6 separate regions of the Mus musculus genome follow, and all the other regions are linked to region 1. The links are chromatin contacts, called in public HiChIP or PLAC-seq and promoter capture Hi-C maps. All regions are on one chromosome and are shown on one strand. Each heading gives the region's core, a stretch centred on a gene start, on an enhancer-like site or on the middle of the called end of the contact. The rest is flanking DNA. Distances are from core to core; before and after follow the strand shown. Region 1 holds the start of Erlec1 (endoplasmic reticulum lectin 1). Region 2 holds the start of Cfap36 (cilia and flagella associated protein 36). Region 3 holds the start of Prorsd1 (prolyl-tRNA synthetase domain containing 1). Region 4 holds the start of Sh3pxd2b (SH3 and PX domains 2B). Region 5 holds the start of Rhbdf1 (rhomboid 5 homolog 1). Region 6 holds the start of Snrnp25 (small nuclear ribonucleoprotein 25 (U11/U12)).

Region 1 (3,877 bases), core at 451-2,950:
TTTTCTAAAATAAATTCCCAATTTAATATTTTTTGCTACAAGGCTGTTGAGACGCTTGTTACTTATTTTAATATATGATCATAAGGCTGTAAAATGCATCTTTAGTTAGAGAGATCAGCAATATATGTATAAAAAACATACCTCATCCCCACTTGTCACAAGTGGAAGTATACATTTGTATTTTTCTTTATGAGCAGTTGTCATGATGATGTAATTATCTTCTTTATACAAAACTCCAGTTGTAGGCTAGAAACAGAATCAAAAGCATACATTATTTTTTGTCAGTTAAGGTGCTTTACCCTGAATACATTCAGTGCTCTTTAGAACAAAGGTTCCTCAAGTAAATTGACCAGTTCTACTGAAGATTGTTAAAGCACATTTTCAGATGTAGGCAAAATAGTGTAAACATCTTTAAATGATAAGGAGGAAATTAAAAACTGTATACTGTTGTCCTATCTAACAGAAAAGATAAAGTTTGGGCTGTAAAAGAAAACTAGTAAGGCAATAGATTGAAGTTTAAATGCTAATTAATACATACATTGAGGCTATACATTGTGGCACACACCTTTAAGCCCCGCCCTCAGGAGGCCGTGGCAGGCGGATCTGTTTAAGTTCTAGTTTGCACTTGTTTACTTTTTTGGCGGTGCTGGCAATGGAATCCAGATCTAGGTGTGTGGTAAATTTGTCTGTAGTAGTTACACATGGATAGACATTTCAGCACTACAATCATTCAAAACTGAATTTCCATTCTTGTTAGATTATACACCAAAATCTCGTATTCTAGGACTGGAGAGATGCCACAGAAATTAAAAACACATTATTACTCTTCTCGGAGGGGTGAGTACAGTTCCCAGTTCTCACATTGGGAGCCTCACAGCCACTGGCTCTTTCATTCTTGCCTTTTTACACAATACACATTAATTAACGATCATAAAATCCTTTTTAATCTCATGTTCTAGAGTCCTAAATAATAGTGGTAATACATTCAAGCCTCTAGTCTATTCTGCATGGCCAGTAGTATTCCGCATATAAGCTCACTAATATCTTCCAAACCAAATAGCCCTCTCAAATGCCTTAAGGGAAAAGATTCTCAGAAGCTGTATACGTCGTTTTTAAGTGTGTGTTGGAGAGAAAGAATGAATAGAGATGGGACTCCTGTCTGTTGGACGGTTGTGCGGGTAGGGTGATGTGCTAGTTAATTCTAAAACTTCCTCCACAGAGTGGGGCTGTAGAGAAGCCAGATCTAACGTAATGAGATTTAAAGGAGGGAGATGAAGTGACCGCTGATCTCCTAGTTAGTATGGAGGGCATATCCACTTAGTGTGCTAAACGAATTAATGAATGAACGAACACACTTAGGCTTGGGGTCGATAAATGCTTGGGAAAAAAAGGTTCTGGAAGAAAAAGCTAAGGAATCGAGGGCTGGCCCGAATGCTTCGTGCCAGAAAGAGGGGAGAAGGCTGCGGCTCGTGAGGGCACTGACCAGAGAGAACTCGGTACCAGGCCAGTTGACTCGGAAGGGGATGTCGTCGCTGAGCTGGGGCAGCGCTCGGCCGCCGCCGGACGCCTCCAGGAGACCGTACAGAACCAGCAACAGTGGCCCTCCGGGGACCAGGCTCCGCAAGCCGCCGTCTCCTTCCTCCATTGCCGCGTCCTCCAGCCACCGTCACAACCTCCTCTACCAGAGGAGAACAGGAGGAGGGGAGGAGGAGGGGGAGGAAGGGGGGGAGGAGGAGGGGGAGGAGGAGGGGGAGGAGGAGGAGGAGGAGGAGGAGGAGGAGGAGGAGGAGGAGGAGGAGGAGGAGGAGGAGGAGGAGGAGGAGGAGGAGGAGGAAGAAGAGGAGGTACTACAAAGCGTCCTTAGTGCAGGGGACCCAACCGCCGCCGCCACGTCTCCTTGCAGACGGCTGGGCAAAGCCGCCTCCGCCTTACAAGGGCTTGGGGCCACCGCTTCCGGGGCAGGCAGCACATCAACATCCGGGGTTGTTGAGTCGGTGGCCTACGGAAGCCCGCGCTTGGGTCGCGTTGCATTGCGTTGCTGCTGTAGCATCCTAGCGGTTGGACTCAAACGCAGAGGCCCGGGACTGACGCCGGTTGAACGGGTCTGGAGACGGCGCTTGGACGAAGCGGCCCGGCCAGGTGAGTCCTGGCCCGCGCGCTCAGTCCAGCCGCTAGGGACTCTCGGGATTTGGGGGTGAGTGGGCGGCGGCCCGCTCTCAGAAAGCAAGTAGAGAACCGAGCTGTGCAGAGTCGAAGTAGAACTTACAGTTCCGACTGAGCTGCCTACCCTCCAGTCTTTTGCTATTTGCACTCTCCATCTTCTCTCCAGAAGCTTCTCTTAGTTTCTTTTGATGGCGACTGTTGTCACGTCTGTCTCAGATGCTGTGTGTTTGGGGACACCCCCAGTGACACCTGCCACGTCCTTCGACTTTGGCATAGATTTGTTGGGTGGCTAGGCGCGTACAGTCCTGCATTTTTACTTCAGGAGAAGTTTTCCCTCCCTTGACTCAAGTGTTGGACTGTTGTTATTTTACTTAAGTCCAGAAAGTTTATGTCAAGGCCAGAGCCAGGTGAATGTGAAGTTATGAATCAAGTTACAGCAGACTGAATATAGACAGAAAGTTTTGGTTTTTGTCCCCTTCTTGAAAAAAGAAAATAATGTCCACATTTTTTTTCATCTCCTGTGTAATAATTTTACAGTGTTTGCCATAGAACATTTGGTAAGGACTGCCCATGTTGTGGTGTTAAAATCCACTGGGAGAAGAGACTTAGACTCAATTCAAATTTAGACTAAATGAACTTATTCTTACTGTTGGCAGAAGGAAGGGAGCCATAGAGCAAATACAGCCCACCATGCAAAAGGTGAATTAAGGTGGGGCTTTAAGGAGGACATCTGAATTACATGGATTACTGATATCCATGGAGTCTACATCTGATCAGGAAAATTGTCTCACTTCTCTCAGTTGTTTCTTACTTTCTCATTATACAGTAATAAAAAAAAAAAAACCATTTTATCCCTTCCCCAAAGCGATAGTAAGTTTTACAAAAGGCAAGCAGCCTTTAATGCTTTATAGCCCCATTGTCTGATTCTTATCTATCCATTAGGATCTCCCAGGCATTCCAGAGCAAAAGACTCATTGGCCAGTTAAGGGAAGCCTGGCTCCACGTTAAGTTTCGTCAGTCATCACAGAGGACTTCTACTCTAATGACTGAGATAGAGCAGTTCATTTTTCAGTGGGTAAAAACATAGTGCCACTAGATTAAGGCTGGCTGTCATATCCCCACACTCAAATTTGAACCAAATCAAAAAGCAGGAAGAGCAGTCCGTTTTTCAGCTTTGTAAGTTTTCTTTAAGGTAAAGACTCACACTATTAAAACAATATTGTTCTAGAACTGATGTTTTGTTCATTGCATTAGCTCATCATAATGTTTAATGTGTGTCAGGCATTGGGATTGGTAAGCTAGAGAGTAAATGGGCTCCTGTCATTTGTATCTCATTTTCTATCATTGAGATACTACAAATGAATAATTATGAACTAGGGGCTAGAGAAATGGTCCAGTTACTAAGAGTACTGGCTGCTCTTCTAGAGGACTGGTGGTCCCAGCACTCACAAGGAGGCAGGCTCCAACCATCTGTAACTGCATTTTGAGATCTGACACATGCATAGATATGCACAACACAAAACACATCATCATCATAGTCTCATAAAAATTTCTAACTAGATAGAATAATACCTAACATTTATTATTTAGTTTCTGCTAATCATAATATGACTATAAATACTTCTGCTGCGGCCACCTTGGGCACAAACTCGGCAGACAGTCCCACGGTCCCCTGAGGACTCTCCATTCTCCAGGTGCCCTAGCACGCCCAGGA
Region 2 (3,877 bases), core at 806-3,305, 1.7 Mb before region 1:
TTATAAATGTCCTTGCAGGCACCTGTTCTCTCTCCCCTTCCACCATGTGGGTTGTGGGTTGACTCAACTCATCAAGTTTACCAACACTCTTGCCCCTAAGCCATCTTCTCAGTGCCTTTATTTTTAACATTTATGTACCTGCACTTGACACTTTATATTTTACTCTTTACTTGTGCACCTTCTATGGTAGACTGTAAACTTTTTAAGGATAGCATATCTATCCCCAGTGTCTGCTCTAAGATAACTCAGTGAATACTGAAAGGTTAATATCACAGAGCTGTCCAAACTAATCGTTAAGCATTCTGAGGCAGAGAACAGCACATTGGCAGCCCCACATCAGTGAGGTATAAAGTTATTCCAAGTGTTCTGACTTCAATTCTTTTTACATTGCATTTGGTCTCTGTGACACTTCTCATGCATTCAATACAAATACTAATTCTTTTCAGTTCTAAAACTACATCATTGTGGTGTGTTTGTAAGCCCTAGCTTTGCTTCTCTGTAAAAATGCACAATCAGCTGTTACTACCGAGATGTAGCCACTCTTGACACCTGTGGATGGATAGAAGGCATACCATACCCCACACAATTTCTATTAAGGATTTAGTCTCAAAAATACATGAAAATCAGTGGGAGACATAATCCCTCTTGCAGGAGGCCAGGCTATCCCCATGATTCATCAACCTTTTAACAGCACTCTAAATTCTACAGGAACACAAGTCAATTGCTTTGCTTTCTGATCCTTCATAAAAGCTGCCTACCAAAACACTTAACTCGTGTTTGAACTTTAACAGTTAGAATAAAATAAAAGGTTCAGTGATCAAACAACATTCTTTCTTTACTAGATTCATAGAATTTTGGGTTTGAGAGAAGTCTTGCAAGACAATTCAGGATAAGAACCCTCTGTTAGCTGAATCTCAAACAAGCTGCATTGCAGTACAGTCACTGTCGAGTGTATGCAGATACTTCAAATGCCTGGGAACCCATTAACTTTTCAAGCAGGCCACCTCATCCTAGAAAAGTGTATAAAAGATTCCCTTCACTGAAATGTGTTCTCTGCAGCTGTGAGTCAGTATTCACTCACCCCAGCTCTATTGCACCGATCTTTACAAAAAGTCTGTCCCCCTAACCTAAGACACAAGTTCAGACGATATATATTGCTACCCTCCAAGTATTGCCTAGGCAAAAAAAAAAAAAAAAAAAAAACCAAGATAAAGGTTGGATAGGACATCGTTTGTGATTGCTTCTCTATGAACAGAGTCCAATTCGTCTTATGAACTCGGATATGAGCGTGATATGAACCGATCAGAAAGCACTGATGCTGGTCCTTCAAAAGAATGCCACATTTGTATATCTCGTTTGTTAGAAAGCTCTTCCTCCCCATCGCCTGCTTTGGTCCTGCCGGAGTAATCGAATGCCCCCCTTTGCAGATAAAATGGCCAGAGTGAATTTGTCATTTCATAGGCTGAGTCCACAGGGCGACATCTCAGGGGTCAGAAGGAACTCGAAGAAAAACGACGTTTTCCCCAAATAACTGAGGAAGATGCTGGTTACCCAAACAGTCCACTTGCGCGGGGTAGAAAGATACGGGGTGAAGTGACAGGCCGAACATGGGATTAAAGTCTAATGTCTTCAGGACAGGCGCTCGGGCAGAGTGGGTGAAAAGTCTTGGTGAGCAATTTCACGTCTGCAAACAAACGAGCCACTCGGGAAGGGATGTACGTAATTCCTTCTACAAAACTGTCCTAGGCCCGGCAGGCAGAGACAGTAATATTTGGCTTGTTCACAGTCTGGTTCTTACCTTCGCATTTCTGCTCCACAAAGTCCAAGATGGGGATAGACCAATCCGGGCCCCGCAGGAACCCAGCGATGCTCTCCACCACCCATTCCACTTCGTCCTCTTCTTCCGCAGCCATCCCGCTCGCACCCGGCGACGCGGACGCCTAGGCCGGATTCCCCCAGCCCTGTCTGGCCTTTCGGCCGCAGGAAGCGACGGAGAATGCGGGCAGCAAGGTCCCCGCAATCGCCGGGCCCCCAGGTTAGACACCACAAACCAGTTAACGTAAAATGGTCGCTATGACAACGTACGCAGCAGCCCGGAAGTGAGGCCTGAGTCCTGAGCTCCTGGAGGGGGGGGGCTGGATTAGGAACGTTTCCTATTGGCTAGAAGAGAACGGGGCAAACGATAGCCCTCCACTCATTGGCCCGTAGTTGCTAGGCTGAGAGCAGACGCGCGGGCATTGGCTACTGCGCTTAGAGACGGCGTTCGCGCTCCCGTGTGCGCGCGGCCCGTCTCAAAATGGCGTGCTGAAGGCGTGGCTTCCCTGAGGACCTCCTCCCACCTCATCCCTAGCGGTCTTCAGACCCCCTGGCCCTTGAAAACAAAATTGAGAGAAATATGCTCTGTGAGGTTTACTGATTGATTCTGCAAGCCGTTTGCTTGCTGTCTAAGGATGGGTCTAAGCTTAGTTAACAACAACTAAAATTAGGACAAGTATAAAATCAGTTAATCTCCATTTAATTAGGCTTTCATAGACAGTATTTAGAAAGTATCAAGGTTGCTCTCTTCCTACTTAAGAGCCAGAGGACTCCCAAGAATCTTATAACTAGATGTGGTGGCCTACACCTTTAATCCCAATACTCCTGATAGCCACAGGCAGACAGACCTGAGAGTCCCAGGCCCACCAAGGCTATATAATGAGAGTGGTGAGGAGCTGGAGGAGCAGACTCTACAACTTCAGTTTCATGAAAGTGGAAGTGGAGGACTCAGTGAGAACCAGAGGTGACTGTGTGTTGGGCCGACAGCACAGTACCAGGTCTGGTTGAGGGCAGGAGCTACATACAGCAAATGTTCATGGAAAGCTCAGGAGGAACTAAAGGGGTATTAGAGGCAGAGGACCCTGAAGATCTCAACGTTTCAGTGGTTCTCAACCTTCCTAATGCTGCAGCCTTTTAATACAGTTTCTCGTATTGTGGTGACACCCAACCATAGAATTATTGCATTGCTACTCCATATTGTAACTTTACAACTGTTGTAAATCTGGTGTGCAGGATTTCTGATCCGTGGCCCACAGGTTGAGAACTATTTCAATATATACTAAAGCTGTTGATAGAGGACCCAGCTCTCAAGTCAGCAATTAGTATGTTAGCTAGTTAATCTTGTCTTCTGTCCAAGAATTTCCTTATGGACGAAAAGGTCATTTCTGTGGGGATTTGTCTTGTCACCTGTCTCATCATTGAAGTCTCTGAGGACCACAAAAGCTGCTGAGCCACAAAAGTCATCAAAGGGGCTCCAGGCCCCTCCTTGCTGCCCAGCCTATGGCTCCTCAGGAGCTGTCCAAAATGGCGGTATCACAACATCTCAGCCTACAGCCATCATAAGAGCCGTAAGAGTGGTCCACAGTGGCACACTGCTTTTCTCACCTCATCGGGAGCTGCCCCTCAGGAGCTGTTCATAATGGCCACACTTTTCATGCCTCAGCCTACAGCTTTCATGAAGCACCACTGCAGAAGCTGTCCACCGTGGCAGCACCTCCTCTCTAGCCCCCCCCACACACACACACACACACACCACACACACCACACACACACACACACACACACACACACACACACACACACAAACAGCCCCACAGAGATGGAGCCTCAGGTAAAGCCAGCTACATCCAGGAAGGACTTCTCACCCTAACCCATGGGCCCGATGAAAGGAAAATGGGGTGAAAAAAAGAGCCACCAATTCCTGAGCCACCCCATATTCAAGACTTGAAATTCCACCAATTCTCACACTGGAAATCTCTGCCATGAGAAGTTCTGCCCTTCAGAAATCCTATATAAGCACTGCCCCCTTTGTCCAGGGCTCCTGGGTGTAGAGGGCAGCCAT
Region 3 (3,877 bases), core at 461-2,960, 1.4 Mb before region 1:
CCCCATTGTTGCAGCATTAGTCATTGGGTGAAAGTACACTTTCTCATGTCCACCTTCCAGAAAAGCTGAATCCAAGACAAATTTAACATCTCCATCATCGCAGAAGAGTGACAAAGGTGTGGCACAGCCTTGACCAACTTTCAGTTTTTCTAGCATGGCTGTTTCATCAGCAAACCGAAGATTTCCACTCCCAACTCCTAACTGCTTGCCAAGATCATTTAAATTGATTTGTCTATCATGAAGAACTGTGACTAACCAATAGTTTTTCTTCTTTTTGTCTTTAAGAAATAAGTTCTTACTATGTGCTCCTTTCAGATGTTGAATATGAGGCATCATTTCTTCAATTGTAAACACCTGCAAAATATGCAAAAGAAAAAACACTGTAAATTGCACACATACATATCCACGGTTGTACATATTTTTCATGGTGGATGCTCTGAATTTAACTGGTATTCGTTATAAATGTTTTGATAGGGGTTGGGCCTTTTGGTGCTGAGGATAGGACCCAGAGTGCTATGCTTGCTAGGCAGGCACAATATCTCTGAACTAAAAACCTCAGCCTCCAAATACTTTAAAGGCCTGGTACCTGGAGTACTGGTACTTAGAGCTGAGGCCGAGATCAAGAATTCAAGAGTGCAGCAAAATCCTGGTTGGGGTTCAGGGGGAGCCTTAATCATCACAGTTGCAGACCTCAAGACCTCAGTTTTTGTTGGGCCAGTTTTCTATCCCAGTGGCTAACAAAGCCATCAGGTGCCTGAGACGCTTATAACTTTTGAACTTTGGCGTAAAATTTGATGACAGTCCTTAATATTTATCTCCAGAGTCCCAGACATTCACTACAAGGGCATCGATGAAGAACATAAGACCCCAGGTTAGTACATAAAGAACATTTTTTTAATGTTACAAGTACCAGTACTCCAGGGCCTTAAAGTATTTGGAGGCTGGGAATGTACACAGAATGTGACCTTTGTAAAAATGGGAAATAGTAAATATTAAGACAGGTGTTTTCTATCATAAAATGTGTCGTGCAAGCCTTACCAACCCTCATAATAGTTTCCACAAAAATTGTACATCTCCAGTGTAGGTCATGTTAAAATTAAGGTACGTACTTTTGTTTGTGGCACAAGCGGGAGCGGGCCAAAAGAGGAACTGTAGTTTTAAACAGCTCTCAGTGTGAGTGCTGAAATAAATTCGTGTCATCTGCAAGAGAAGTACGTGCTCTTAACCGCGAAAACAATTCTCCAGACTCAGGGGTTATATACTTTTTGTAATTATTTGGGAAATGATCCTTGCCGTGCTGCAGTGGTAACGACTGTCCAAAGAAGTAAAAAACCAAGCCACCTCAATGGCCTGCTGTGCCTTTGGTACCAGATACAGCCTAGGCGATTCTATAGGGTTGCCACTTATGTAGTGCCTTGTTCCTTAGTTATCTACATAACGTATCAGCTATCCAACCGGCTTTTAAGTCACGTCAGTCATCCCAGGACAAGTTTCCTCACGGTTGCCGCAGTTTTAAATAAACTTATAAGCCTCTGCTTGGACCCAATAAACACTCGCCCGAAGACCCTCTGCCTTCCTGGGGCCGCAGTCTCACCTCGGGATGCTCCACGACCTCCGTGCGAATGGCGAGGGCGCCGAGCCTCTGTTCTAACTCAGCCCGCAGCTCCGAGCCTGCCATTTTCCCCTCTACGTGGGCAGGCTTACCGGAAGTGCCACGGCTTCGGGGGCGTGGTGATGGCTGCTTGCTCCGCCCTGGCATGGCTCTGTGGCCTGACCCATCTTTGGGCCGCCGAGAGCGCTTAGCCACACCCCCAACCACCTGAGCCTCCAGTGCCGGGGTCGGAAAGCTCCGGGTTCCATTGCTCGGCCGCGGCAATGTGGCTTCATGCCTCAACAACTGTAGCTTGTGACTTCCGTCTTTCCGTTCTTTTAAATTTTATGTGTTATGGGCGTTAGTTACCGGCTTGCATGGTTGTGCACCACGTGTGAGCAGTGCCTGAGGAGGCTGAAAGAAGGTGTTCAATTTACTAGAACTGGAGTGATGGTGAGTCATGTAGGTGCTAGGAACCGAACTCGGTCCTCTGGAAGACCAGCCATCACTCCCGCATATTATGATATTAGAAAACGGTACTGCGGGTGTGGTGGCGCACTCCTTTAACCCAGCACTTGGGAGGCAGAGGCAGGCGGATTTCTGAGTTCGAGGCCAGCCTGGTCTACAGAGTGAGTTCCAGGACAGCAAGGGCTATACAGAGAAACCCTGTCTCGAAAAAAAAGAAAAAAGAAAAGAAAGGAAGAAAACAGTACTGCGACGAATTACAGTGGTCGTTATGATACTTATGGCCTGGAATTTGCAACCATGGTGGGACCACTTACTTTGAATAAGGTTCAAATTCCACATTAGTATTTCACTTAAACTTTGAAATTAAGGCTCACATGCAACATGAAACACTGATACACTCAGAGATGTTTAATATAAATTAATTGTATTTATTTGGGAGTGAAGATCTGAAAAAGAACCCCTCTTAAGACACAGATGGTATGCTTTTTCTCTCCCTCGGTGACACAAATAGAGCCAGATTAGAACATATTACATGTAGATAAAGGCAGGTTTACTAGGAGGCAGCTTTTGGGCGGGCTCATCAATCTCACATGTGGAAGTCAGTGAAGTCACTCATCTGGTCTTAAGAGGGTTTCACAGAGTTTTGGCAAGGAATGATGCCGTGCTAGCTAGGAGCTGGGATAGTGTCCATACATGGTCAAAAACTGAGCCCCTAAGCAGACACTCTTGGGTGAGTTACCATAAACACACCACATTAGCCAGGAGCTTTCTCTGCCTGTGCAGTAGAAGAAGGAGGGCAGACTGGAAAACAGGGATTTGTTCCAGCCTATGATTTACTCAGTATTGGAAGAAACTACAAAAGAGTAAGTCAGAGTTGTGTTTACAGTTTCACTCTGAACTCAGGATTTCAAAATTTTAAAACTTTTTAGTTTAACCTTTTTTTAAAAATGATTTATTGCCCGGCGGTGGTGGCGTATGCCTTTAATCCCAGCACTTGGGAGGCAGAGGCAGGTGGATTTCTGAGTTCAAGGCCAGCCTGGTCTACAAAGTGAGTTCCAGGACAGCCAGAGCTACACAGAGAAACCCTGTCTCGAAAACAAACAAACATTTTTTTATGTGCATTGGTTTTCTGCCTGCATGTCTGTGCAAGGGTTCCAGATCCTCTGGAACTGGAGTTACAGACACTTGTGAACTGCCCTGTGGGTGCTGGGAATTGAACCCAGGTCCTCTAGAAGAAAATCCAGTGCTCTTAACCACTGAGCCATCTCTCCAGCCCCCTTAACCTTTTTGTTGTTGTTGTTGTTGTTTAATCTTTTTGCCTGTGTGTGTTTGTACCACCTTTGGAGACCAAAAGAGGGTAGGATCCCCTAGAACTGGAATTAAATATGGTCATGAACTACTACCATATGGGTGCAAACCCAGGTCCTCTGGAAGATCAAACAGTGCTCTTAAACATAGAGCCATCTCTCCAGCCCCTTTAAAATCTCTTTTATTTTAAACTCTTTTTTTTTTTTTTTTTGGATATTTTCTTTATTTACATTTCAAATGTTATCCCCTTTCCCGGTTCCCCCACCCACCTCCTATCCTATCCCCCACCCCCTGCTTCTATAAGGGTGTTGCCCCACCCACTCCCACCTCCCCACCCTGGCATTCCCCTATACTAGGGCATCGAGCCTTCACAGGACCAAGGGCCTCTCCCATTGATGCCCAACAAGGCCATCCTCTGCTACATGTGCAGCTGGAGCCATGGGTCCCTCCATGTGTACTCTGGTTGGTGGTCTAGAATCAGCACTGTGATTTTCTTTCTATTCTTTTTTA
Region 4 (3,877 bases), core at 840-3,339, 1.4 Mb after region 1:
CTTGTGCGCTGCTGATAGACTGGAGAGATGGCTGAGTGGTTAAGAGCATGGACTGCTCTTCCAGAGGTCCGGAGTTCAATTCCCAGCAACCACATGGTGACTCATGACCATCTGTAATGGGATCTAATGCTTGCTTCCAGCACACAGGTGTACATGAGATAGAGCCTTCCTATATATAAAATAAGTAAACAAAATTGCCACCAGGAAGACAGGCATGCAGCGCCACAAAAGAATGAGCAAATCCAGGTAGAATTACCATGCAATCCAGAACATACTCTAAAGAACTACTGAGTAAGGACTTTGAACAGACATCTGTATGTCAACATTCCCAGCAGCCTTAGTCACAATAGCCCAAGGGTGGCAACAGCCAAAGTGACCACATTTATATGAATAAAGAAAAGGAAGGGCTAGGAAACACACAATGAAAAAGTATTCAGCCACAAAAAGGAAGGAGGTTCTGAAGCAGGTAGCAAGGACGCAGATGCACCTTGTGGGTGCTTAACTAAAATGAGGCGGACACCCAAGGACAAAAGCTGCAAGGCTGAACTGTTGTGAGCGACCCAGAGTGATCCGACTCACACTCAGAAATCAGCCGGCAAGGGTGGGAGGTGGAGGATGGGGGCAAGGATGACGGGACAGGGAAGATGATGGCATTACTACAGCTACAGGCAGAGCTGGGGAACTGGGAAGTGGGAGGAGCTAGCTGATTCAGGTACATCCAACTTCTACAGTCTGTGCTTCTGCTTTGTGCAGGACATGAGAGAAACCAGCGGGTGCCTTGGGTGGCAGCTCTGCTGGGGAAGCACCTTAGGATCTGGTGCACTGGAGGGAATTACTGGGCCAGGGAGGGCCCTGGTTCCAAATGGATGCCACTCTCCACAATCTCCGAGTGGGTCAGTAAGAACAGCTTAATCAAGAGCGCCAAGAAGATAGTCCTGTGCCTGAGGCAGCACAAAGCCATCTTTGGTACAAAACTGGCTTTGGTAAAGACAATCCTCCCGCCTTGGCCTGGTACCAATCAAGTAACCCCTTCTATTAGTGAAGCCCATCCAGACCAGCCTTCAAGGCCAGAACAGCAGAAAGCACGGACAAAGAAGCCAAAAAGGCAATAGAGGGGTTTCCAGAGGGATTCAAAATAAAGTAGTCTGCAAGGCCTGCCTGGACTGACGAGAACTCTCCCTTAAGAAATTCCTCGACTGATCTATGGGTGGGGAGGTGCCTGAAGGGGAACCCCTGCTTCGTGGCTGAGAAACCACTACCTGCAGTCTGAACTTCCTATCCATGGTGTTATGTGTGTCCATCCATCCATCCATCCATCCATCCATTCATTCAGCCAGCATCTGTTAGTTACTGAGCGCCCAGCCAATGCTAGGATGAGCTAGAGAAAAGAGATGTGGAGCCACTTGTAGCTTTGCTTTGCTTAGTGTGGGGCAACCATGGGTTGGACCCACCTGCTCCATGAATCTAGAGGCTGTCCTCAGGTCCTCTGTAAAAGGCGATTAACCATCCCCTCCTGACCCCCAACTCCCAGGTGTTGTGAGATTTTAAGTGAGCATCCGTGATAATGACAGGGCACAGGGCCAGGTGTGGACTCAGTCCCCCACGGGGTCAGGGGCTTGCTACCTACCCAGCATCCCTGCTCTCTTTCACCTTCGCAGCCCTGTGCAGGGCTGCCAGGCCATTTTTGCAGTTTTTCCTCTCCCTGTCATAGACAGTAAACCCAAGAGACCTAGTGACCACCTCTCCCTGACCCCCAGCCCCCGCCCCCAGCCCTGGGGGCAAGCGATCGGATTTATAGCGACTGGCACGCCAGCGGTTCTCACACACCGAGGGGGATGGGCAACCTCCCTGAGCCCTTAACGGGAATGGAGAGCTCGAGCAAGATGCTTGGGTGCCTGGGTTTAGAGTCGCCAGGCCCGGGCGCGGGGGGCGGAGCGCGCCGTCCCGCCGGGCGCGGGGACAAAGGCCCGCGGGCGGACGTGGCCGGGCCGGGCCGGGAGGGCCCTTTAAGCAGGGTGGGCGGGCGGCGTGGAGGCGGGCAGGGGCGGGGCGCGGAGGGCGGTGGCGGCGGCGGCAAGTGCTCGGCGGCAAGGATCGCTTTGGCCCGGCCCGGCCCGCACGGCGCTGGGCGCGGAGAACGGCCATGCCGCCGCGGCGCAGTATCGTGGAGGTGAAGGTGCTGGACGTGCAGAAGCGGCGCGTGCCCAACAAGCATTATGTGAGTCGGCGTCCGCGCCACGCGGCGATCCCAGCCCCGCGCAGAACTTGTGCCCCGCGCCCTCACCGCCGTCTCCCCACGCGCCCCGGGTCCCCGCGCCCTCCCTGCTGTCTGTCTCCCCACGAGCCCTTGGTCCCTGTGCCTTCCCCGCCATCTCCCCGCTCGCCCCTTGGTCCTCGCCATCTCCTCGCGAGCTCTCGCCTTGCCCACCCGTACAAAAGTCTGGCCCCAGCCGCTGCTGCAGACTAAGACAGAAACCAGGAGAGAAACCCACGGAGCCGTGGGTCTCAGGCCACCCTCCTACCCAGAGGCGCCCAGCCTCATAGGATTAGCGAACCTAGCCCTTCATCCTTCTGTGCATGGGTCATTTGAGCGCCCCTTCCCTGTAACTTCCGCTTAACAATGTGGGAAAGTTTCCCCAGGAGTAACCCCCCTCTGTGACAGGAGAATTTTGTTTGGAGCTGCTAAGGTGTGGAGGAAATGGGTCCCTGGCATCATTTTGCAGATGGGAACGCTGAGACTCAAAGGCTGAGGATTCTCAAACGTGGACGATGGGCCTGGGGCCCACGGTGACCCTCAAGTGGGAAGTGGCCTCTCAGGCTGCTTGGGGACTTTGTTGGAGGTTGAGGTGGCCTTGGTTCCACCTCAGAGGTTCTGGGTAGTAGGACAGTGGATTTAGAGGAGGCCCTGGGGACTTCACTCCAGGTGTGAGGGGGACTGGCTTCCCTGTGGCTGTGCCAGTCCTGAAGAAGTTAACCAGGAAAGAAAAAAGCAAGAGGGAGGGAAAAAAAAATCCTAACAAAGAAGTGAGGAACAATGACTAGAGAGGGCGTTGGCTGGAGAAAGGCTGGCCAGGGGCCTCCCTGGAAGCCCCTTTGGATCTATTTGTTTAAGAGATCCATTCTTACAAAGCAGACAGCTATACATGCCTTCCCTGAGTCGCCCATAAAATTCTGAAAGGAGATGGCCGGGTATCCACTGTACTCTACAAGAAAGGGTGTGCTGTGTTCCAGTGTATTGTTATAGTCTAGGCCTTCAGTAACTCAGCCCTGGGCCAGCCAGCGGGGGGCTGCTTCCTGGACCTGTGGTATCTTTAAATAGAGCTAAGTTTTCCCTGCTTCAGAGCTCAGCTAAATTGTCTTGGTTTCCCCACCCCCACTCCCTTTCCCCCCCCCCCCCCCCTTAACTATTTCAAATGCTGCCAAGTCTTGGTTTCTTGTTGAAGCCTGTTGAGTTGCCTCTTGGGTATGGGACAGTTTTCAGCAACACACCAACTGGAGGAAGTCTGAAATTCTCCTCCATGCCGCCTTCCACCAGATCCGACAAACCAGAATAGATAGAACCACCAAGGACTGGGTGTCACCTTCTACTCCCTTGTGGTGTCACACATGTTTAGTGGTGGTCTTCTCAAGTCTGTTTCAAGGATGGGGCAGCTAACAGTAAGGAGCAGAGCAGGCCTGTTGGACCAAAGACGTTGGCCCGTCAGACCACGCCCCTTTCCACATCCCACACACCCACAGAGGCCCTGGACAGAACGCTCCCAAAACCTGGGAATCAGCTCAGACTTTTGTGGCTTTGAGGGGTACCCCTGAGGTTCTAGCCAGTTGTCCAGGGCTCCCTGAGCCAGGTATGTGTAGCCCTCTAGCTTGGGCAAGCTTA
Region 5 (3,877 bases), core at 699-3,198, 1.3 Mb after region 1:
AATTCCTGGATCCAGGTGGGGTTCAGAGGGGAAAGGGGACCTGTCTAAGCCAGCCACTCAGAAAGGGCTTGGAGTCAGGAGCTAACTGTAGGTCAAATTCTGGATTAGTGTCCACTAAGATGGACACTTCTGATGCCCAATCTGTAGTCCAGCTGAGTCTCTGAATGGAGGAGGGGTACAGAGTTCCCCTGTACTGACTCAGAAACCCCTCCCAGAACCCAAAGGAAGCAGGACAAAACTGGAGAGGCTCCAGAAGGGTAAACTGAGTCTGCAACAACAGCTTCAGTCACCAAAAGCCGGGGACACCTGCCTCAGACCTGAGCCCAACGAACCCTGTTGATGTTATAACCGGTGGCAGAAGTAATCACTCCTGTCCTCCCATTTTACAGATTGACTCAGAGAGGCTTTTTACTGCCTGAGGTCACAGGGCCTCAAGGGAGTTCAGCACCTCGGCCAGGTCTGCCAGGGAACTGGGAGGGATCCTTAGCTCCAACGGCTGCAGAGCACTTGGGGCTGGGCAAGGGAAGGGGCTCCGCTGAGGACTAGAGCTAGGGCGATAGGAGGGAGGGCCCTGACTGTCCCTTAATGGGAGACCCAAACCAGCACCTCTAGACCCCGAGGGGAGCTATACTGGCTCACCCAAGTGGACTTCCCAGTAAGGCTCCTGCAGAGGAGCTAGCCAGCCATGGAGGCTGCCTGGAGTTCTGTGGACTGGTGCCAGAACCTGTACTACCCTACCCTGTACTGTACTGGACCTACCCGACACCCTTGCCCTCTTACCCGGATTGCCCAGAATGACCCTGGTAAGCATAGGGCTCAGCCTCTGCAACCTCTTGAGAACTGGCCAGCTGCTGAGTTCCCCAGCATCCTCTAGGCTTAAGGGCGGGGGCAAGGGGCTGAGGCTCGCCCCATGGAGGTGGGGAGCACCTAGCCTGGGACTGCCCCGACTTCTTAGCTGGTCTAAACCTGAAAAGCCAGTTTCATCCTAGAATCTTCTCCCGGCTTCAACAGGAAGTGGGGAGGGGGGGCTTTCCCAGGACAGAGCGGGGGGCCTCCGGATCCAGGCCCCGCCCACGCAGACAGACACACTACTCCAAGAGGCACACGGAGCAGGAACTCTGGTCCGGACTATCTGAGCGGAAAGAAAGCCTAGGGGGAGTCCCTTGACCGTTCTCCACCCAGCTCTACTAGCGTGCTCCCAGCAGGACAGACAGGCCCTCTCGCCTATCCCTGAGCCCTTGGGGTCCGCGGTCACCCCACCGCGCCCAGGCCTACTTCAAGATCCCGACTGTGGCCTCGGGCTCGCCCCCGGGGCCACTGTACAGGGCAGGAGATGTCTTTGGAGGCACTTCCCGAGTTTGCCGATGCGAACCGGGCTGAAACGGGCCGAGCAGGCCCAGCCGAGCTCCCCGGCCCGCAGCTGCCACTGTTACTCCCGTGAGTGGGAGGAAGCGGACCCTGTGGCCCGAAGTCGCGCTCTCTGTGCAGAGTTTCAGACGCCACCTTCGGGGCCCTGGGAGCACGGAGGGCATGGGGTGTGGGGGCTGGCAGCGGAGGGGCCGCTCAGGGCGGCTGCGGCCCCCGGACTCCTGTCCCCGGGGACCCGGCGGGGCTGCTACTCCGCTGCCCCGCCCGCCAGGCCGCGCCGATCCGACCACGGGCTATTTCTGTGGGGCGCCGGGCTGGAATCCGGGCCGCGCCGCCTGCGCCGGCGCTCGGGAAACTCCGCGCACCGACTGCCAGCGATCGGCGGACACGCGCCAGAACGCAAGCTCCGCACTCGCCCGCCCGGAACCCCGCGCAAAGACCCCGGCCGCCACTCACCGCCGTAGGGTCCTCAGAAGGGTCTGCACCGGCTGCTGCCGCCGCTGCGGGCCGGGAGGGCGCCCGCGCCTAGTCCCTGCCTGCGCCGCCCGCGCGCCGGCCCGACCCGTCCGCCTGGGAATGCCACGGGCCGAGGGGCGTGCGCGCCGGGGGCGGGCCCGGCAGAGGGGCGGCCGCCTGACTCAGGGCTGAGGAATGCGCGCCGCCCGCTGCCAGCCCCGGGCGCCTCCTCCGGGAAGACCTCCGGCTGTGCTCTGCCAGGGGTCCCGCAGAGACACCTGTAGCTGGGAGTCGGGCTCGCCAGCGACCACCTTAATCATAACATCTGTCTTGGACTCGCCTTTCCATACTCCTTCATCTTGTGCTGCCCCTGTGCTTGGGAAGAGAGGAAGGGGACCTCCAAAGCAAGAGGGTGGCGTGGGAAGGGACCTAAAAGGCAGATTGAACGCCCCTTCCGAAGGCACGCACTGGCACATCACTGAGGGTCCCGAAGCTCTCACTTGTCCTGTGCACACGCGCCTGATCTTTCTAACAAACATTCATGCATTCAGGCCTCTCGCACCTGTTTACACAGACACGTGCGCACACCTATTCAAAATGCACTTCCATGGGCTCACACTCTCTACCCTAACACATTTATAAGTGTGCACACTCACGTTCATACACTGATACACCATTTCACAGGAACCGCAGCTCAGCAATTACCCCTTCCCCTACTTCTTTCCCAGCAGGTACAAGGGTTAGACTACACCTGCCACCCCTCAAGCCATTACATCCGCGCATGCGCTCACTCTTCTCTCTTCAGCCTCAGTGCTCACGTATAACGTCAGGCACGGTTCATCACTCTGTATACTGGACAGGAAGTGCTTCTTTTGCTCTCGGCTGAGGCTGAAGGCTGAGGGAGAAGAAAGCTGTCGTGGTGCAGATGTTCTGGGCTCCTGTAACCCACACATGCCAAGCCAGAGATGGGACAGTCTTCATGCCTAGCATTCTTGACTCATGCTAGGAATAAGCAGGGTCTGGACGCCCAAACTGGGCTGGCTGGAGGTGCGGGGGTTGCATCCTTTCTGGAAAATCAGGGAACCGGCCACAGGAACCGGGCATCTGGTGCCTGTAGGTCCCTACTCCTTCCTGCTGTGGATGCTGCAGGGTCACCTAGACCTTTGTTGAGACCTAGAAATCTATTACCAGCTGCAAGAAGTCCTACAGGAGACTCACTGTGAAGACACACCCAGGGGTCAGTCGTCTTTTCTTACAGAAAGAATTCTTCTGTGTTTATTTTTATCTCTGTGTGTGGTTGCAGGTGCCCACACATGCCAGAGGGGGCATCAGATCCTCCTGGAACTGTAGTTATAGGCAGTTGTGAGCTGTCCAGTGTGTGTGCTGGGAGCCAAGCTCTGGTCCTCTGTAAAGGCAGAAAGCTCTCTTAGCTGCTGAGCCATCTCTCCAGCCCAAGTCATCTTCAATGCAAGAATACCACAGTGCTGTCAGCACACAGTGACAGAAAAGTAGCTTTCCAGGACTCATTGCTCCATCGACCTTGGAGTTCCCATAGTGCAGGGGAGTCTGTGACAGCCCCCGCCCCTGGCAAACCCCTCCATGTCCATCCACACACACAGGCGTTGTTCCTGAGAGCATGATGCCTACAGACAAATGCCCATCTCAGCATATGGCTTCAGGATTCCCCAGGTGAAACACATCCTCAAGTCCTGAGTCAGGGCATGGACAGTTTGAGCAGAGGAGTGTGGACAAATAGTCAAGCCTTCATCCAGTCTCCACAGACCCAATTCTCCACAGTCCCAGAACCTCCTACCTGCCCTATTGACCTAAGCTTTGGGTGGAAGAATCCAACCCGTGGCTTCTCACATACTTTTATTGACTGTGCCGAACAGAAGTCAGCTGCAGTTTCTAATACTCTGGAACTGGTGAATAGGTGTTGGGATAGACAGGCTTCTACACTACCTCCAGGTCTTGTGTAGTACTCTGCCAGCATCTGTGTGGTTAGAATCCCTGAGCTGTAAAAGGAATCTCAACGGGTACTTCCTGAACCCAC
Region 6 (3,877 bases), core at 604-3,103, 1.3 Mb after region 1:
CTAACTGAGCCCAACCACAAGCACACTACCCTACCCTCAAAATAGGCCAGAGTTCCTTTAATGCTTAGTCTTTTGGTGTCCCCAAGGGCAAATATAATTATGTTTACAAGGCTTAATAACTGATACTCTGGTTCACAGATGTGTATGCATGTGGGAATATGGAGCTATAGAAATATAGATATAGGTATGAGGTAGAATGGTAGGACATGAAAATCGTGATGGCCTAGAAAGGAAAACATGGGAAAGGAAAGATCTGGCTTGCTTTTTCTGCTGATAAAGGCAGAAAACTAATAGACATAGCTGATAAAGCCAAAATTGCCTGAAACAGTTCATTTGAGAGAAGATATCTCAAACAAAAATGTCAAAGACAAATAAATTGTGCTTACTTATGGCCACATTAATCTATACTGTAGATTTTCTGTTTATTTTTGTTTTGAGAAAGGGTCTCACTATGTAACCTGTTCCTCTTACTTTCTTCTTTATCTCTGCTGTGCAACTCTCCTGGGCTTTAAACCCTTTCTCCTGCCTCAGTCTCTCCAAGTGCTAGGATTTTCTCCAAGTGCGTACAACAAGCTTGGCATAGGGGATAAGAGTTTTAAGTAGGATAACCATGATTGAGGGAGGGAGGGAGGGAGGGAGGGAGGGAGAGAGGGAGGGAGGGAGAGGGAGGAGAGGGAGAGAGAGAGAGAGGGAGGGAGGGAGAGAGAGAGAGAGAGAGAGAGAGAGAGAGAGACACGGTTGTTGTTCTTCCAGAGGGCCAAATTTGATTCCCAGCACTCACACGATGTTTCTCAGTGCCCAGAAGAAATACACGCCGAAAATGACCCATACACATAGGATTTTAAAAATGAGGCAAGTGATTAAAGTAGCTATCCAGGGAATGTGACGGGAGCAAAGAAAAAAGAAAAAGCCCACAGTGCTGCCTACACAGCGTCCTCATAAGAACAGTTGTTACAGGGACTGGTGGTGTAAAAGAACACGAGGACTAGAGATCAGCGCATGGCAAGGCTGCCCTTGACAGCTCCGAGGACCACAGGTCCCGCCTAGATTTGTTTTGTTTAGACAACTTCCCTCTGTAGTCCCTGCTCTCCCATACAGACCTAGCTCTCGATTCAGATCCAACTGCCTCTGCCTCCTGTGTGCTGAGATTAAAGGTGTGTGCCACCAAGCCAAAGCTTCACTTCACTTTTTATTCTATTTGTGTGTGTGTGTGTGTTGGAGTTGGAGTTGGTTTTTGTGCGGGGAGGGGGTTGGTGGGTTTTTTGGTTGGTTGGTTGGTTGGATTTTTGAGACAGGGTTTCTCTGTATAGCCCTGGCTGTTCTGGAACTCACTCTGGCCAGGCTGGCCTCGAACTCAGAGATCCGCCTGCCTCTGCCTACCAAGCGCTGGGATTAAAGGCGTGCACCATCATGCCCGGCTTCCACCTTACTTTAAAGTGGACCTTTTAGGCAATTTTTTGGAATGGAGCCCATGGCATAATCTCAAGTGACTGCGAAGCGACCTGGCTGGGGCAACAGCACGCGAGTGGCAACGGCAGGCCCCAGGCAGCAGGAGGCGCCCGCCTCCCAGCGTCACCTTGTTGGGTGATGCCGTGCACGGGGACAGGTGTCTTGCGCGAAACGATAGCAACGCTGGCCTTCCTTGACAACCAGCCCAGACCGAAGAGAAGCTCAGCAGCGGGGAACAGAATAGCTCGTAGCTCCCGCGCCGCTCGCACCACCAACGTGACCTGCTCTATCCAGCCAATAACCTGCTGTCTGCACGCTCCCAGCCTCCCGAAGACTCGCACATTTCATTGGCTACTGAAGCCACGCAGTATACCATTGGCTAAGCTATCTCGTCGGGGCGGGACACAATCACTGCGCACGCGCCTTTTGCTTATCAACCTGGAAGGCAGGGCAGGCTGGAGGAGCGCCGGAAAGCAACACTAGTCTAGTAGTAGGCAGTCCTGGAGGACCCGGAGGCTGAGGATCGGCCGGAGGTGCCGGAGGACGACGAGGATGATGAGGAGACATTGCCCCATTCCGAGGCTGTGGACGTGTTCCAAGAAGGTCTCGCCATGGTGGTGCAAGACCCGCTGCTCTGCGACCTTCCGATCCAGGTGCGAGACAGGGCTCTGGGGTGTGGATGGGCGCTGGTGGTCCCACCAGAGAAAGACGCTTCTGCGCATAAGTGGAACGCTTAGGGTGAGGAGCCCCTCTGAGCCGTGAAGTTTGAATTAAACAAACACTAAGATATGAACTCAGGATGAGTGTGACAAGTCTTTTCCTTTTGCCTGAAACTTCAGTATGCGTGACTTAGTAGTTAATGTATTCTTTAACCTTGCCAATCAAAGGTGTTTTTATTTAACGTCTGTGTGCGCACAGAACTGGGAGCCAAACTGAGAACCTTTCGAATGCTAAATAAGTGCTCTACCACTGAGTTACACAAGTTTATTTGTACTTCCCTCTGTGTTTTATTAAAACATCTCTTGTCTGGCCAGACCTTTAATCTCAGCACCCGGGATGCCGAGGCAAGGGAATCTCTGTGAGTTTGAGGCCAGCCTGATACATTGAGAGCTCCAGGCCAGCCAAGGGTCTGGAGTAGTGGGTCTCTGCCTCAAAACAAACAAAAGACATTTTGTTATCAAAGGTTTTAGGTAGCCGGTCAGTTGCACCCTGGACCTGAGGTACAGGCCTGGAGCCTCTTGATACAATACTCTCAGGATCGCCAGGCCCAGTGTTAATTGAAAATCCTAACACACAATAGGTGTCTTAGTCAGAGTTTTACTGCTGTGAACAGACAGTGTGACCAAGGCAACTCCTTTTTTTTTTTTTTCCTTTAAAGTTTATTCAATACAACCTAATCTCCAACTTCACTGAGGTGGCTGACCACGTGGACTCTTATAAGGACATTTAATTGGGGCTGGCTTACATGTTCAGAGGTTCAGTCCATTATCATCAAGGCAAGAGCATGGCAGCATCTAGGCAGGCATGGTGCAGGGGGAGCTGAGAGTTCTACATCTTCATCTGAAAGCTGCTAGCAGAATATTGGCAGCAAGGATGAGGGTCTTAAAGCCCAAGCCCATAGTGACACACCTACTCCAGCAAGCTACACCTATTGTAACTGGGCCACACCTTCTAATAGTGCCACACCCTGGGCTGAGCATATGCAAACCATAACAGTAGGCAAGCTTGGTTCCCTTTTTTGATCAGGGCCACTGACAGGTAGGTATATATCATCTATAACTAGGGAGACATTAAGGCATCAGGTGTCTCCAAGTGACGCTCCCCAGCAGTGTGGGTAGGGCCATGTCAGTGAAAGGGCATGTTTGGAAAGGACCACTGGGGCAGGACTCTCAGACACAGAATTGCCCCATTCTAACACCAGAAAGCTCTTATGATCTCCATCTCCCTAGGTTACTCTAGAAGAGGTCAACTCCCAGATTGCACTGGAATATGGCCAGGCGATGACTGTCCGTGTGTGCAAGATGGATGGAGAGGTAATGCGTAAGTACCGTTGTCTTAGTTACTTTCTCTTGCTATAAAGAGATACTGCGACCAAGGGAACTTATAAAAGAAAATGCTTGTAGGGGCTTCTGGTTACAAAGGGCTACAGTCCAGAACCAACATGGCAGGGAGCATGGCAGCAGGCAGGCAAATGTCCTGAAGCAGAAACTGAGAGTTTACATGCTGATCCCCACAGGCATGAGACTGAAGGCTTTTGAAACCTCAAAGCTTACCCCCAGTGGCACACCACCTCCAGCAAGGCCATACCTCCTAACCATTCCCAAACAGTTCCATTAAAGAGCAAACATTCAAATATTTGAGTCTGTGGGGGACCTTCTTATTCAAGCCACAACCGTGCTTCTCTTTGAGCCTGACCTTTCACATCAGC

What was found. Promoter capture Hi-C pulls out the DNA fragments that hold promoters and counts their contacts. HiChIP or PLAC-seq counts read pairs in DNA pulled down with a chosen protein or histone mark. Capture Hi-C pulls out chosen DNA fragments and counts their contacts.
Region 2: a contact with region 1 is called in a promoter capture Hi-C map of pre-B cells. The contact joins the promoter of Cfap36 here to the promoter of Erlec1 in region 1. A contact is called at or near these places in 5 of 39 promoter capture datasets (the C10 cell line, embryonic stem cells, hippocampal neurons and 1 more) and 1 of 484 Hi-C or Micro-C datasets (CD4 T cells).
Region 3: a promoter capture Hi-C map of adipose tissue shows a contact between it and region 1, with 4 times the contacts expected there. The contact joins the promoter of Prorsd1 here to the promoter of Erlec1 in region 1. A contact is called at or near these places in 3 of 39 promoter capture datasets (the C10 cell line and liver), 2 of 115 datasets of contacts at active chromatin or transcription factors (astrocytes and large pre-B cells) and 2 of 9 other capture datasets (adipose tissue and liver).
Region 4: a contact with region 1 is called in an HNF4G HiChIP or PLAC-seq map of pancreatic cancer cells. The contact joins the promoter of Sh3pxd2b here to the promoter of Erlec1 in region 1. A contact is called at or near these places in 2 of 39 promoter capture datasets (both in liver) and 1 of 115 datasets of contacts at active chromatin or transcription factors (pancreatic cancer cells).
Region 5: a promoter capture Hi-C map of pre-B cells shows a contact between it and region 1, with 4 times the contacts expected there. The contact joins the promoter of Rhbdf1 here to the promoter of Erlec1 in region 1. A contact is called at or near these places in 3 of 39 promoter capture datasets (cranial neural crest, liver and pre-B cells), 1 of 484 Hi-C or Micro-C datasets (B cells) and 1 of 115 datasets of contacts at active chromatin or transcription factors (astrocytes).
Region 6: a contact with region 1 is called in a promoter capture Hi-C map of pre-B cells, with 4 times the contacts expected there. The contact joins the promoter of Snrnp25 here to the promoter of Erlec1 in region 1. A contact is called at or near these places in 3 of 39 promoter capture datasets (hippocampal neurons, liver and pre-B cells) and 1 of 484 Hi-C or Micro-C datasets (B cells).

The regions. Positions count from the first base shown.
Region 1 is chr11:30,952,431-30,956,307 of GRCm38.p6, forward strand. Erlec1 (endoplasmic reticulum lectin 1) reads right to left here and starts at 1,701. Exons shown (of 14, transcript NM_025745.3): 1 at 1,484-1,701; 2 at 142-246. The coding sequence starts at 1,645. Asb3 (ankyrin repeat and SOCS box-containing 3) reads left to right here and starts at 1,968. Exons shown (of 10, transcript NM_023906.3): 1 at 1,968-2,139.
Region 2 is chr11:29,245,217-29,249,093 of GRCm38.p6, forward strand. Cfap36 (cilia and flagella associated protein 36) reads right to left here and starts at 2,056. Exons shown (of 10, transcript NM_025740.3): 1 at 1,799-2,056. The coding sequence starts at 1,913.
Region 3 is chr11:29,513,323-29,517,199 of GRCm38.p6, forward strand. Prorsd1 (prolyl-tRNA synthetase domain containing 1) reads right to left here and starts at 1,711. Exons shown (of 2, transcript NM_026465.3): 1 at 1,595-1,711; 2 at 1-354. The coding sequence starts at 1,678.
Region 4 is chr11:32,345,751-32,349,627 of GRCm38.p6, forward strand. Sh3pxd2b (SH3 and PX domains 2B) reads left to right here and starts at 2,090. Exons shown (of 13, transcript NM_177364.4): 1 at 2,090-2,218. The coding sequence starts at 2,144.
Region 5 is chr11:32,220,345-32,224,221 of GRCm38.p6, forward strand. It overlaps Rhbdf1 (rhomboid 5 homolog 1), which reads right to left and starts at 1,949. Exons shown (of 18, transcript NM_010117.2): 1 at 1,825-1,949.
Region 6 is chr11:32,203,562-32,207,438 of GRCm38.p6, forward strand. Snrnp25 (small nuclear ribonucleoprotein 25 (U11/U12)) reads left to right here and starts at 1,854. Exons shown (of 5, transcript NM_030093.3): 1 at 1,854-2,102; 2 at 3,399-3,489. The coding sequence starts at 2,061. It also overlaps a transcript of Il9r not described here.